2 separate regions of the Mus musculus genome follow, and region 1 is linked to region 2. Evidence: chromatin contacts called from public Hi-C data. All regions are on one chromosome and are shown on one strand. The core of a region is the stretch at or near the end of the contact, and the rest is flanking DNA. Distances in the headings are between cores, read along the strand shown. Region 1 overlaps Taf3 (TATA-box binding protein associated factor 3). Region 2 has its middle 130 kb from the start of Gata3.

Evidence for each region. A called contact is a pair of places that touch in the nucleus more often than the background predicts.
Region 1: a Hi-C map of group 2 innate lymphoid cells shows a contact between it and region 2, with 5 times the contacts expected there. The contact joins two enhancer-like sites. A contact is called at or near these places in 7 of 484 Hi-C or Micro-C datasets (the G1E-ER4 cell line, the HPC-7 cell line, embryonic stem cells and 2 more).

What each region holds. Positions count from the first base shown.
Region 1 is chr2:10,010,971-10,016,609 of GRCm38.p6, reverse strand. All of the region lies in intron 2 of Taf3 (TATA-box binding protein associated factor 3), which reads left to right. Among named protein-coding and RNA genes, the nearest start is that of Taf3, 35 kb to the left of the region's middle. Within about 2 kb of position 1,454, at least 28 of the 459 cell types and tissues checked have an H3K27ac peak or open chromatin away from gene starts, as enhancers often do. A contact at or near this core is called in group 2 innate lymphoid cells, where this site is marked.
Region 2 is chr2:9,746,968-9,752,448 of GRCm38.p6, reverse strand. No RefSeq gene overlaps it. Among named protein-coding and RNA genes, the nearest start is that of Gata3, 130 kb to the left of the region's middle. Within about 2 kb of position 2,423, at least 50 of the 459 cell types and tissues checked have an H3K27ac peak or open chromatin away from gene starts, as enhancers often do. A contact at or near this core is called in group 2 innate lymphoid cells, where this site is marked.

The sequences.
Region 1 (5,639 bases), core at 205-2,704, 270 kb before region 2:
CTGGAGCTCTCTGGGCAGACCAAGCTGGCCTCAAACACACAGAGATCCTCCTGCCTTTGCCTCTGCTGGGATTAGAGGCCTGTGCCACTATGCCTGGCAGATTTAGTATTTTAAATGTGCAGGGTCATACACACACACACACACACACACACACACACACACACACACACACACGCACACAGTCTGTCTTGAAACCAGCCTTACAGCTTTAGGGCCAAGGCCAAGGCTCTCCTGTGGGTTACATTGCTCCCAAGTCATAACCACTGCTGCCCTCCAAAAGTAACAGAGTAGCTACACTTGCTGTTTAAAGCTTTATGTGCTCTTACATAAAGTGGTTTTTGTTGCCTGTCCCAATAGTTCTTAAGTGTGTAGCTCTCATATTGCTTAGTGTGGAGGTTAGCAGAATGGTCAGTCTTGTGCATTCTGAACTAGTAAGCTCAAACATCCTTAATGGGAATAAAGCCTGCCAGCCTTTGTCTATGTGGGTCTCAGCTGCAGGCCCTTTAGCAGCAGGAGCCTTGTCATATTTGGTCTGTGTTCCCAGACAGCACCATGGACATGGGCTTCTTGCTATGTCAGGATGCTGCAGGCTAACTGTGTGTGCTCCTGACTTAGATCTACAGTTGTCCACTTCTCAGAACAGTCTTGGCTTTTATAAAGCTTCTATGGGGAGAGATGTCTGTGTTGGGGGTTATTCTTTTCCTTTACCACCTCATAGACACCCCAGTACTGCCTATAAAGATCCACTGTTTCTGTAAGAAGTCAGGTGTCTTTGGAGTGATATGTCATGGGTCTAAATATTGATATTGTTTTGTGAGATGGGTATCTTTCTTTTTTAATTTCAAGACTGTATTTGGTTTTCAGCAGTTCAACTGTGGTTTCATCCTTTTATGCTTGAGAAGTGTACTTTTTCTTCTCTAGTCTGTCATCTTTGTGAGACCTCAGCTAAACATATGTTAAACTTCACTTTTTAAGATTTATTTTTAACTATGTATATGTGTCTGTGCAGCCATATGTGCACATGAGTGCAGGTGCCTGTGCAGGCCAACGGCTTCAGATCTCCTGAACCTGGAGTCATGGACAGTTGTGAGGCACACGATGTGGTTTCTAGAACCAAACCCAGCTTCTCTGCAAGAGCAGTACACACTCTTACCTGTTGAAGCGCCTCGGCAGCCCCAGGGTTAGACTCGTGCTTTGTTTGCTTTGAGACAGCGAGAACCTGAGACAGGAGAACCTCTTTTGGTTGTCTGAGTTGGACTCTGACTGCCTTTTTTCTTTGGCAGGCTTTGTTAGCATTTCTCCCTATAACTACTAAGTCCTAGTTATGCTCCTGGCATTAATGTTAGTCTATAGAAGAGTCTGAGTTTTGTTGCACTTTACTGATGAGTGTTGATTTTGCTTCTGTTGGTTGCTTATGGCAGCAGGAAGTTAGTTTGGCTGAACTCAGACTGGCAGCTGTGCGTCCCAGGCTGAGCAGCAGCTGAAGTCTGTTGCTTCGGCGTCACTGTGGGTGCTCCTCTTACTACTTCTGAGGTAGGTTATCATAATGTAGTGCAGACTGGCCTTCTGGCCATGGTTGTCAGATCTCAGCTCCTGGACTTTGGGGTTGCAGGTGTGTCACACCTGGCGCTTGCTTGGGATCCTGCCTTTTTAGCCTTGATTGACATATACCTGGTATGGAATAAATCCCATGTGTTTCAAGTCTGCATTTTGATAAGTTTTGAGATGTGTCAGTACTTCTGAAACCATTTTCACAGACAAATGAGAAAATATCCACCTCCCCAGGAGTCTCATCTCCCCTCTCCCCAGTTCTGTCTCCAGATAATCGCTGGCCTGTTTCCATCATAGAAAATGTCTTTTGTTTCTTCCCACTCACTCAATTATATTGAGATTCATCCATATCATTGCTAATTTCTATACTCCGGCCTTTATTGAGGAGTAGCAATTATATATATATATATATATATATATATATATATATACACACATACATATACACACACCATAGCTTATTTACCCACTCACCTGTTAATGGACATTCCAGTTGTCTCTTGTTTTACAGTTTCTGATAAAGTTACAGTGAGCATTTGTGCTTTCATTTATCTCAGATAAATACCCAGGGAAGGCTGAGAGAGATAAACTTTTTAATCTCTGATCTTGGGATCAGATATTGTCTATGAAAATGCAGAGAGCTCTGCAGGCCCACTTCTTAGCTTACGAGTAGGCCAGCTCTTTAGGCTCATTGTAGCTTTGCCATGAGGCCCTTGTCTTTCCACATCAGTCTTTGGTCAGGCTCCTGACTTGTGCAGAAAAGACTGTAGGGAGTTTGGGGACTGCATAGAGTCTCTAGGTCACTTTGGAGGAATTCCTGTTGTGGCACTGTTGAACCTTCCAGTTCATGAGCATGATTTAGTTCTTCCTTCCTAACTCACTTGGTTTTCCTTAGCATTGTGCAGTAGTTTTCAGTGTGCCTCTTATGCATAATTTATTAACTTACCCATACATATTTTATATTTAATGCTACATGACCTGGGTTTTATTTAATTATGTACTTGGCTTAAGAGCCAATTTAAGTTCAAAAAGCAAAATTGATCTGAACATACAGAAAGTTTGGCATGCCCACTGTATCTCCATCCACAGCCCCTGCCACGGACACACTAACTGAGGGTGTACTGAGGAGCACACTGTCAGCTTGCTATTGCTCCAGCTCTGCTCTTTACTTAGGGCTCACCCTTGCTCTGCAGGTTTTCTATTTTGACAAAACATAATACCACCATAATTGTTTAAATCAGAATTTATATGTAGAGGCCAGGATGCCCCACTCCTGGTCCACTCTCTCCCACTCCCCGTCTATCTCCTTTGTAGAGTTTGGTTGTCAGTCTCAGGCTCCATCCTGAGTCCACAGGAGAGTAGCAGTGCAGGTTTTTCTTTATGTCCAGGGACTTCACAAAGCCCAGGTCAGAGTCTGCCCTTAGACGGAAGGCCCAAAAGATGAGCTTCTCCTCAGTGCTGACCTCTCTTCTCAACTGTAACTGTCTTTCAAGTCTGCTTGCTCTTCCTTGCTTTCTAGAACCTTCACATACTTGTTTTCATTGTTTTATCCAAAGTTCCTATCTATTACCCAAGGAAGGCTCTCTCTGATATTAAATTTACACTTTGTAGAAACTAGACTCTGACAAGTTTTCAGACTTGTGTTTCAGGACCCTACCTACTCTGGTCCTGGGCCACTGATGGCCACTGGTTTAAGCCTTGTTTCTAAGCCTGTTCCCCTGGCATATAACTTACCCTTTTAGCTCTTTAAATAATCAAAGGAGTTTGTTGTTTGTTTTCCCTTTCTGGAAGTCTAAAGAGTTCATCAGAATATCTTGGTATCAGTTGCTCAGAGCTGCACTGTGTGGCAGTGTCCTTTAGGGATAGGTGGTTCACCTTGCATCGGATTGACTGCTCTTGGTTTGGCTTACTTTGGGCTCCTGCTTTCCACCACGCTGGGGCCTTCTTGCTTTTCTTCACTATTTGTCACCTCATGGGATTCTCATGACTCTGAGGCTTAGACTTTTACTTCTTTTTGCCCTCTGTATTGCAGACCTGACCTTTATGTGCTGTTGTGTTACTTTGTAGTTGAGTCTTTGTTTCCAGAGTATCTGCTTTGTTCATTTTTTAGACTTACTTATTTTATGTTTATGAGTGTTTTGCCTGTATATATGTATGTGTGCCATGTGCCCAGAGAGGTCAGAGGAGGATCTCAGAACTCATGCAACTTAAGTCGCCATGTGGGTGCTGGAAACAGAACAAGCACTTTTAACCTCCCAGCCAGCTTTCCAGCCCCTCGTTGTAGATTTTTTTAAAATATCACTTTTTTAAAAAAAATATCATTTTGTGCATGTTTAAATTTAGAGATTTCAGATGTGATCCTTTAAGAAAAAAGGTAGATAATTAGGAGGTAGAAAAAGTGGCTTGGACTACTATACAAGTAATAATGTAATAGTGAAAATATACACAAACGTGCATGTCTCTCTCTCTCTCTCTCCCTCTCTCTCTCTCTGTCCATCTCTCTCCGTCTGTCTGTCCATCTGTCTCTCTCTGTCTTTTAAGAGCCTGTGGAAAGAAACATAACTATGGACTTCTCTGGAGAGGAAACAGTAGCATTCTAATCCATGATCACCTTGCTCCTTGCCTTTTGTAATCCATCATTCCTTTAAGTATGAAAATCTCATCACTCACTTCTTTTAAGTTCTGGTCATTTTCAGGAAAGTATATCCTTGTAAAAAATTAATTTCTGATCCTCGGGATATGGGAATATTCTATTTTATCTCTATTATAATTCTCTGATACTTTCAGAATTCATTCTTTGTTTCTTCTGGTTTTCCTACCACTGACAATGTAGAATATAATGTCTTTACATGTGCATTCCAGCCTAATGAAGGATGCTTTTAGTAGCTCATTACAAAATAAGAGATTAGATGTAAGTTTCCTTTTTCTCTTGGTTCCCTTTATAAAATTGAAAACACCACCATTAATAAGATATGAAGACCTACGGTTGGAAAGTTGGGTGGTAACTCTTAACCTAACTCTTGAACGTTTGCAGCCCTCACTAGGCTGTGAGCTGCTGAACTTGACATCCTTCTGTCTGTCTGCTTCAGTCTCCCAGTTTTCACAGCCTTGAATGTCTCAGCAGGCCTTGCCCTTAGTCTTTAAACTCAGCCTGATAGTTTCCTGCTGTGGCCACTTTGTTCTTCAGAATGTTTTCAAGGTTTTCCCTTCTTAAAGTCAGTTTCATCTTGAGCTGATTTGAAGATAAAGTTTCTGCAGCAGAAGTTTGTAGGTCCCTCTGATAGAATTAACCTACTTATTATAGGTAAATAATAAATAAATAAATAAATAAATAAATAAATAAATAACAGGAAGTCTTCTATAGTCTAGTCAGCTAATAGTGAAGTCGTAATTATTTAAGATCAGTTGTTTAATATGCTAGTTCAGAAACACTGGTTTGTATTTTTGGTTGTTGGTTGGTGTGTTTTTAGTTTTGGTTGGTTGGTTGGTGTTTTGTTTTGGTTTGGTTTTTTTCATGGCAGGGTTTCTCTGTGTATCCTTGTAGACCAGGGTGGTCTGGAACTCAGCTATCATCGTGGCTCTGCCTCTTGAGTGCTGTGCCACCACTGCCCAGCCATAAGCAGTATTTCTTAATGCCCTCCCTATCTGATAGTGTAAGATTCAAAGCTTTGATAAATGTCACGGAGAGGATTGTATTGTGATTTCCTACAAACATCTAGATTTGTTGTTCCAGCTATAGCTCCATGGTTATTTTGTTAGTAATAGCTGTTACCATCACCAACTGTGTGTGGCTAGAAAGGGTGTTCTTGTGGAACAGGTTTTTGTGTTAAAGAAATATTTCTAGTTACAAGAGATAATAAGTAAAGTCATATATTGTCTCTGCTCTGAATTGGTTTCAATAATTTGTTGTTGAAGACCTGTTGTTAATGAGTTGGGTGGTGACTTTTATGGCATGCCAAGAAAAATATTCATACATTTAATTGGAGATCTTAGTTTCTTTAGCTCTCTGAATTTTTTACCAAGAAATGTTGAAGTATTTCTAATATCTATTTATCACTTAAATGTGGTTTGTCTTTAACTAGATATAT
Region 2 (5,481 bases), core at 1,174-3,673:
TAAGATCAAACATCCAGGCATCTGTGACTAGGATTTGGAATGGATTTTGATTTTTGGACTCGGAATACTTGTATCTAAAATAGGGGAACTTAAAAAAACCTTGATTATGTATTGTGTATGTGCATGTGTATGGGTATGTCTGCCATGGCGTATGTGTAGAGGTCAGAGCACAACCTGTGGGAGTCGGCCCTCTCCCTCCCACACTCAGATCCTGGGGATCGATTTCAGGTTGTCGGTCTTGAAGGCAGTTGACTTTACCCAATGAGCCATTTTGCTGCCCCAAGGAACTAGTTTATATAGCTCCTATATGTTAGGAATTGTGCACATGGGAGGGGAGTTATCTGTGAAGGTCTATTGACCAGAAATTTATAAAGAATAAGAAATGGATAGCTAGGTATGGCAGAGTAGCCTACAAACCTAGCACTTGAAAGGTGGAGCCAGAGGATCAGAGGTTCAAGGTCACAGTCACAGTCAGCTTGAGGATAGTCTGGATGCCAAGACATCTCAAGGGAAAAAAATTGGTGTGTATGCTGGAGAAGGATTTGACAGCATCCCCATGGAATACTTCCGCACTTAACTGACAGTCAGGAGTTTTCAGTTGTAAACTGTGAATATTGGGACTCTAAATACCATCTTCCAGTGTAAATTTCACAGAATTTTCAAGAGCTAAGTTCTGAAAGTGTTTGAGTATATGTGGGGTGGACTCGGGGGTGGACAAGAGAAGAGTCTACTGGAAAAAAAGGGGATAATTAGGCAAAATTATTTATAGACTGAAAAAAATGTAATATTCTAGTAATAACATTGTATCTTTCATGGTTTGAATTTTCACATTTTCAGTGTAAGTGACCTGCATTCTGAGGAGGAACTTCTGGAAACTGTGACCTGGGACGGTGCTATAGAGATCAGGCTGGTTTCAAACTTAGGGCAATTTTCTTACCTCAGCCTTCCCAGTACTGGGAGTAGAGATATATATCACCACACAGGCCCTAAGATGTCCCTTACGTCGGGCAGCAAGGGAGATGTAAGTTAGCAATACTGAAGAACTTTCCATAGTGAAACTACCACAGCAGAGTGAGGAGGACTGTAGGATTTCTTTGTTTTAAGGCTTTGTTGTGGGCCATTAAATTGGCTCAGAAGGTAAAGGCTTTTGCCAACAAACCTGGGACTTCAAATTCGGTCTCCCAGCCCCATATGATAGAATGAGAGAACTGACTCACACGAATTGTCCTCTGACTTCGGTCCCCCAGCCCCACATGATAGAACGAAAGAACTGACTCACACGAATTGTCCTCTGACTTCCACACACGTGCTGTGGCATGTGGGTGTCCCTCTGCCAACACTCCTTGTCTGAGAGAAACTCAGTTTTCCATTTCCAAATCAGTGTTTAGCAAAAATTCTTAAAAGCCCTTTCCTCCAAGCAAATGGAAACTTGAGACATGGTTCATGGAAGCAAAGTGTGTGTGTGTGTGTGTTTGTGTGTGTATTTGCATGCTTACACTAGAATTTGAACCCTGGAAACAAAGTATGTGAATGTGTGTTTGTGTTCGTATGTGAATGTGTGCGTATGTGTGTGTATGTGTGTGTGAATGTGTGTGTTTGTGTGTGTGTGAGTGTGTGAATGTGTGTTTGAATGTGTATGTGTGTGTATGTGTGTGTGTTTGAGTGTGTGAATGTGTGTGTGTGTGTGTGTGTGTGTGTGTATGTGTGTGTGTGTGTGTGTGTGTGTGTGTGTGTGTGTGTGTTTGCATGCTTACACTAGAACTTGCATACCGGGGTTTCTGCATATGCTCTCCCATGGATCTCTTCCCCACCTGAGGAATGCAGTCCTTGTTTTACTTATTATGCAAGTTTCCCTTGAAGCACATCTCAAGCTTGCATTCGGTTGGAGGAGGGGGAGGGTCTCTTAAGGACTTTTGCTGAACATTGATTTGTGAATGAAAGACACAGCTGAGCTTTTAGATAGGGAGTTAAGAATCTCGAAAGGCAAAATGAACAATCATGGCAAACCAATCGTGGTTTTATGCAACAATGGGGAGTAATATTTTGAAGTTCTGTTCTTCCTTTTTACTGCAGGCTGCGGCCAGGAACTCAGCATTAGCATTTCCATGCAATCGGTGGGTGGTGTTGCTTATCTTCTTAGTTATGTAATCCTCATTACTCATTAGGATGTGGTGTTCTAGCCTTGAAGCCTCAGACATTTCTCAGGCAACGTAATGATCTGTGCTTCTCAGGACTCTCATTGGCAAGCTTACTAAAAACCATTTCATGTCCACACAGCTTTACAAAAGATGTCCAGGCTGCTTTCTCTGTGTTGTGTTACACATTTTTTTCCCCTTTCAGTTTTGGTAGGTTCAATAGCAAAGGACCTGATGGTTTGGAAAATGTAGGTTAGCATACCACTGAGGAAAGTCCCTTGCTGAAACACAGTAGACAGAAAGCAGGAAGTCAGCGGTGGCCGGCACAGATTGCTGCTGAGAATTCTCATTGCTGGCCCAGCCCCGCTCCAAAGGACTGGTGGCTGAATAGCGAGGAAGGATGGAACTGTTGATCTTTTCCTTGGGTTTCTAGATTAGGATAATTGTTATTAAAGCAACACTTGTTGCTCATGGCACCCTCCTGATGAGTCCATGGTGTGTGTGTGTGTGTGTGTGTGTGTGTGTGTGTGTGTGTGTGTGTGTATGCACGTAAACATGACTGTGTATGTTGATCCTCTGGTGTGTCTACCTTGTTTTATTTTTATTTTTATTTTTTTATTTTTCTCATTGGTCTGGGCCTCACCAAGTAGTCTCCGCTGGCTAGCGAGCCCCAGAAATCCTCCTCCCTCATCTCCTCAGTGCTGGGGCTACAAGGATTGGTCATTACACTTAACTTGTATTTATTTATTTATTTTTTGGTCTTCATGCAAGTCTCCCAACTGGAGCAGGGACAGTTCCTAAGTCCTGCCCATGGATCCCATTCTCCTAACTGGGCTGCCTTTTGGGAGAGGATTCGCCAGCCCGGCAGAAACTTGATGTGTCAGGGCTGGGGGATAATGGGCGGGGATGGGAGTTCTACCTTCTCAAAGGAGAAGGGAAGTGGGGATGGAGGGAGACACTGTGTGTGTGGAGGGGTGGGGGAAGGAGGAGGAGAAGGAGAAGGAGGAGGAGAGCATCAATTGTGCTGCAAGGTGAATACACAAATTAATTGATGGGAAAAACAGAACAGAACCTGCATTCTGGAAGGGAGGCAGTTTACTCGCTGAGTTCTAGTTCTCTCCCAAGGCCAGTAGTACAGCTTTGTGCTATGCCTGCTCATGTATATAGGCAAGCAAGTGATGCCTAGCTTGGGCTCTGGATGGATGGATGGATGGATGGATGGATGGATGGATGGATGGATAATACAAACTGTTTTATAACGGGAACTTGTAGATGTGAAGTCTGGCTCTCTCAGTCACCAGCTGCCTGACGGTATCTGTCAATTACCTTTCTTATCACGATGAGAAAAATACCCGGGAGAAAGGATTTAAGGACAGAGAGGTTTTTCTTGGCTCATGAGCTGGAATCATGGAGGAGGAGGTGTGTTAAAGTGACTCTGTGGTACCATGTGACATGTACATGTGGGATCATGTGACATGTACATGTGGGACCATGGGACAGAGGAGGTTCTCACACACGAGCGAGACCAGGAATCAGAGAACAGGACCACAGCTGGAGGTGGAACACAACCTTCAAAGGTGTGCTCTTAGAGACCTAAATCTGCCAGCCGGGCCACATGTCCCAAAGGTTCCACAAACTTGCCTAACAGCAGCACTAGCTCATGTTCAAGCACAACCTTATGAGGGACATTGCTGATGGAAACTGATACCCTAGAAGCTCGGCCTTCGGCTGTGGTTTCCTGATGGCTTAGATCTGGGCTCTTCACTGTTAGCATGCTCTGCTCTGCAGTACAGTAAAGATTTACAGTAGTTCACAAGCCAGGGTCTACACTGCTCGTAACCTTCTTCAGTCACTGGATTTGTCAGAATTTCCAGCATCTCAGGGGCTGAGACTAGTTTAGTCAACTTTCTGCTGCAATGAGCCACATCACTAACCCCAGCTCTTTCCTCCTTTAGGGGGCTGTACCTCACCCATTGCTCAAATAACCTCAGACCTGGATAGGGCAAGGAGGGGGCAGAGTCATGTAGCACTTTAATCCCCCTGTACTGAGAGACAGAGGCAGGTAGATCTCTGTGAGTTTGATGCCAGTCTGATCTGTTTCTAGTTCCAGCCAAGTCAGGGCTACACAGTGAGACCTTGTCTCAACAAACAGACAAACAGACCAAACTCAGACAGTAAAAGTATGAATGGCTGGGGATGTAGCTCAGTGGATCTGGATGCCAGGATCTTGGAATTGATTTCCTGAAGTGCCCCAAATAAACAAACATACAAAATAGATCATACAATAAGAGTAACTTAAATTTTTTATGAAGCACTTATTATGTTTCAAGCTTTTATTTAGTCCCACAATTATGTTGTCATTATCATTAACCACACCTAAGCTAAGGAGGGCTGCCATTTGCATAAAGTTACCAGAAAGCATCATAGCGGGAACTCCTGCCCCCAACTCTAAAACCGGTGAAGAGTCTTGGCCTGGGCTACTTCTAACTTTCCTTTCTCTGTAATTCTGTGTCTGTGTTGCCACTGCACCTCTCTCTAGTGTGTCTTAGACTCTGTATTCCAGGTCCACTAATTTTAAAGCCACACCAGCATCATTATTTTCTGGCAGGGCAAATATGTAGACACTTGCTTGTTGAGTCTGGATGTGAGCTAGATGTCACAATTCAGGATTCCCTCCAAGGTTGAGGACCACGGTGTTATCACTTACTTTATATTCAGGATGACTTGTGGAGTCAACTCTATCATCACCATCAGCACGATCATTGTCATCATGATCACCATCACCATCGTTACTTGAGATAGACTCTTACTTTGTTGACCATGCTACCCCTGAACTCATAATCCTGCTGTAGCCTCAATGCCACAACTCTGGGTTAGCTTTTTCATTAACTAATATCTTACAAGTGATGAAACCGAGGCAAAGAGCTATTATTCAATTACAAAGTCAGGGTCAAATGGAAACTTTGGTGGGCATGGAGGTATACAGTTGCAATCTGAGCTCTCCAGGAGGTGGAGGCAGGAGGACTGCTGCAAGTTTGTGGCTAGCCTCTTCTATAACAGAGAGTTCCAGGCTAGTCAGGGCTGCATAGAGATCTTGTCACAAATGACCGCACATCCAAGCCTTATCCACAAACCAAGTGTTAGCTTCTGTCAGTACTAAATACTTATTAAAAATTAATTAAATGAATGAATCACAACATGACTGAGACCTGTTTGGTTCTTAGGCTTGCAAAATGCATGGGATCAGATGGCTGGTATGTAAACCAGCTGTGTCTGTGGACCTTTCTCGCTCACAAAGCCCAGATGGTACAAGAGAATTCAGAGCAACAATGAGGCAAGGGAAAAC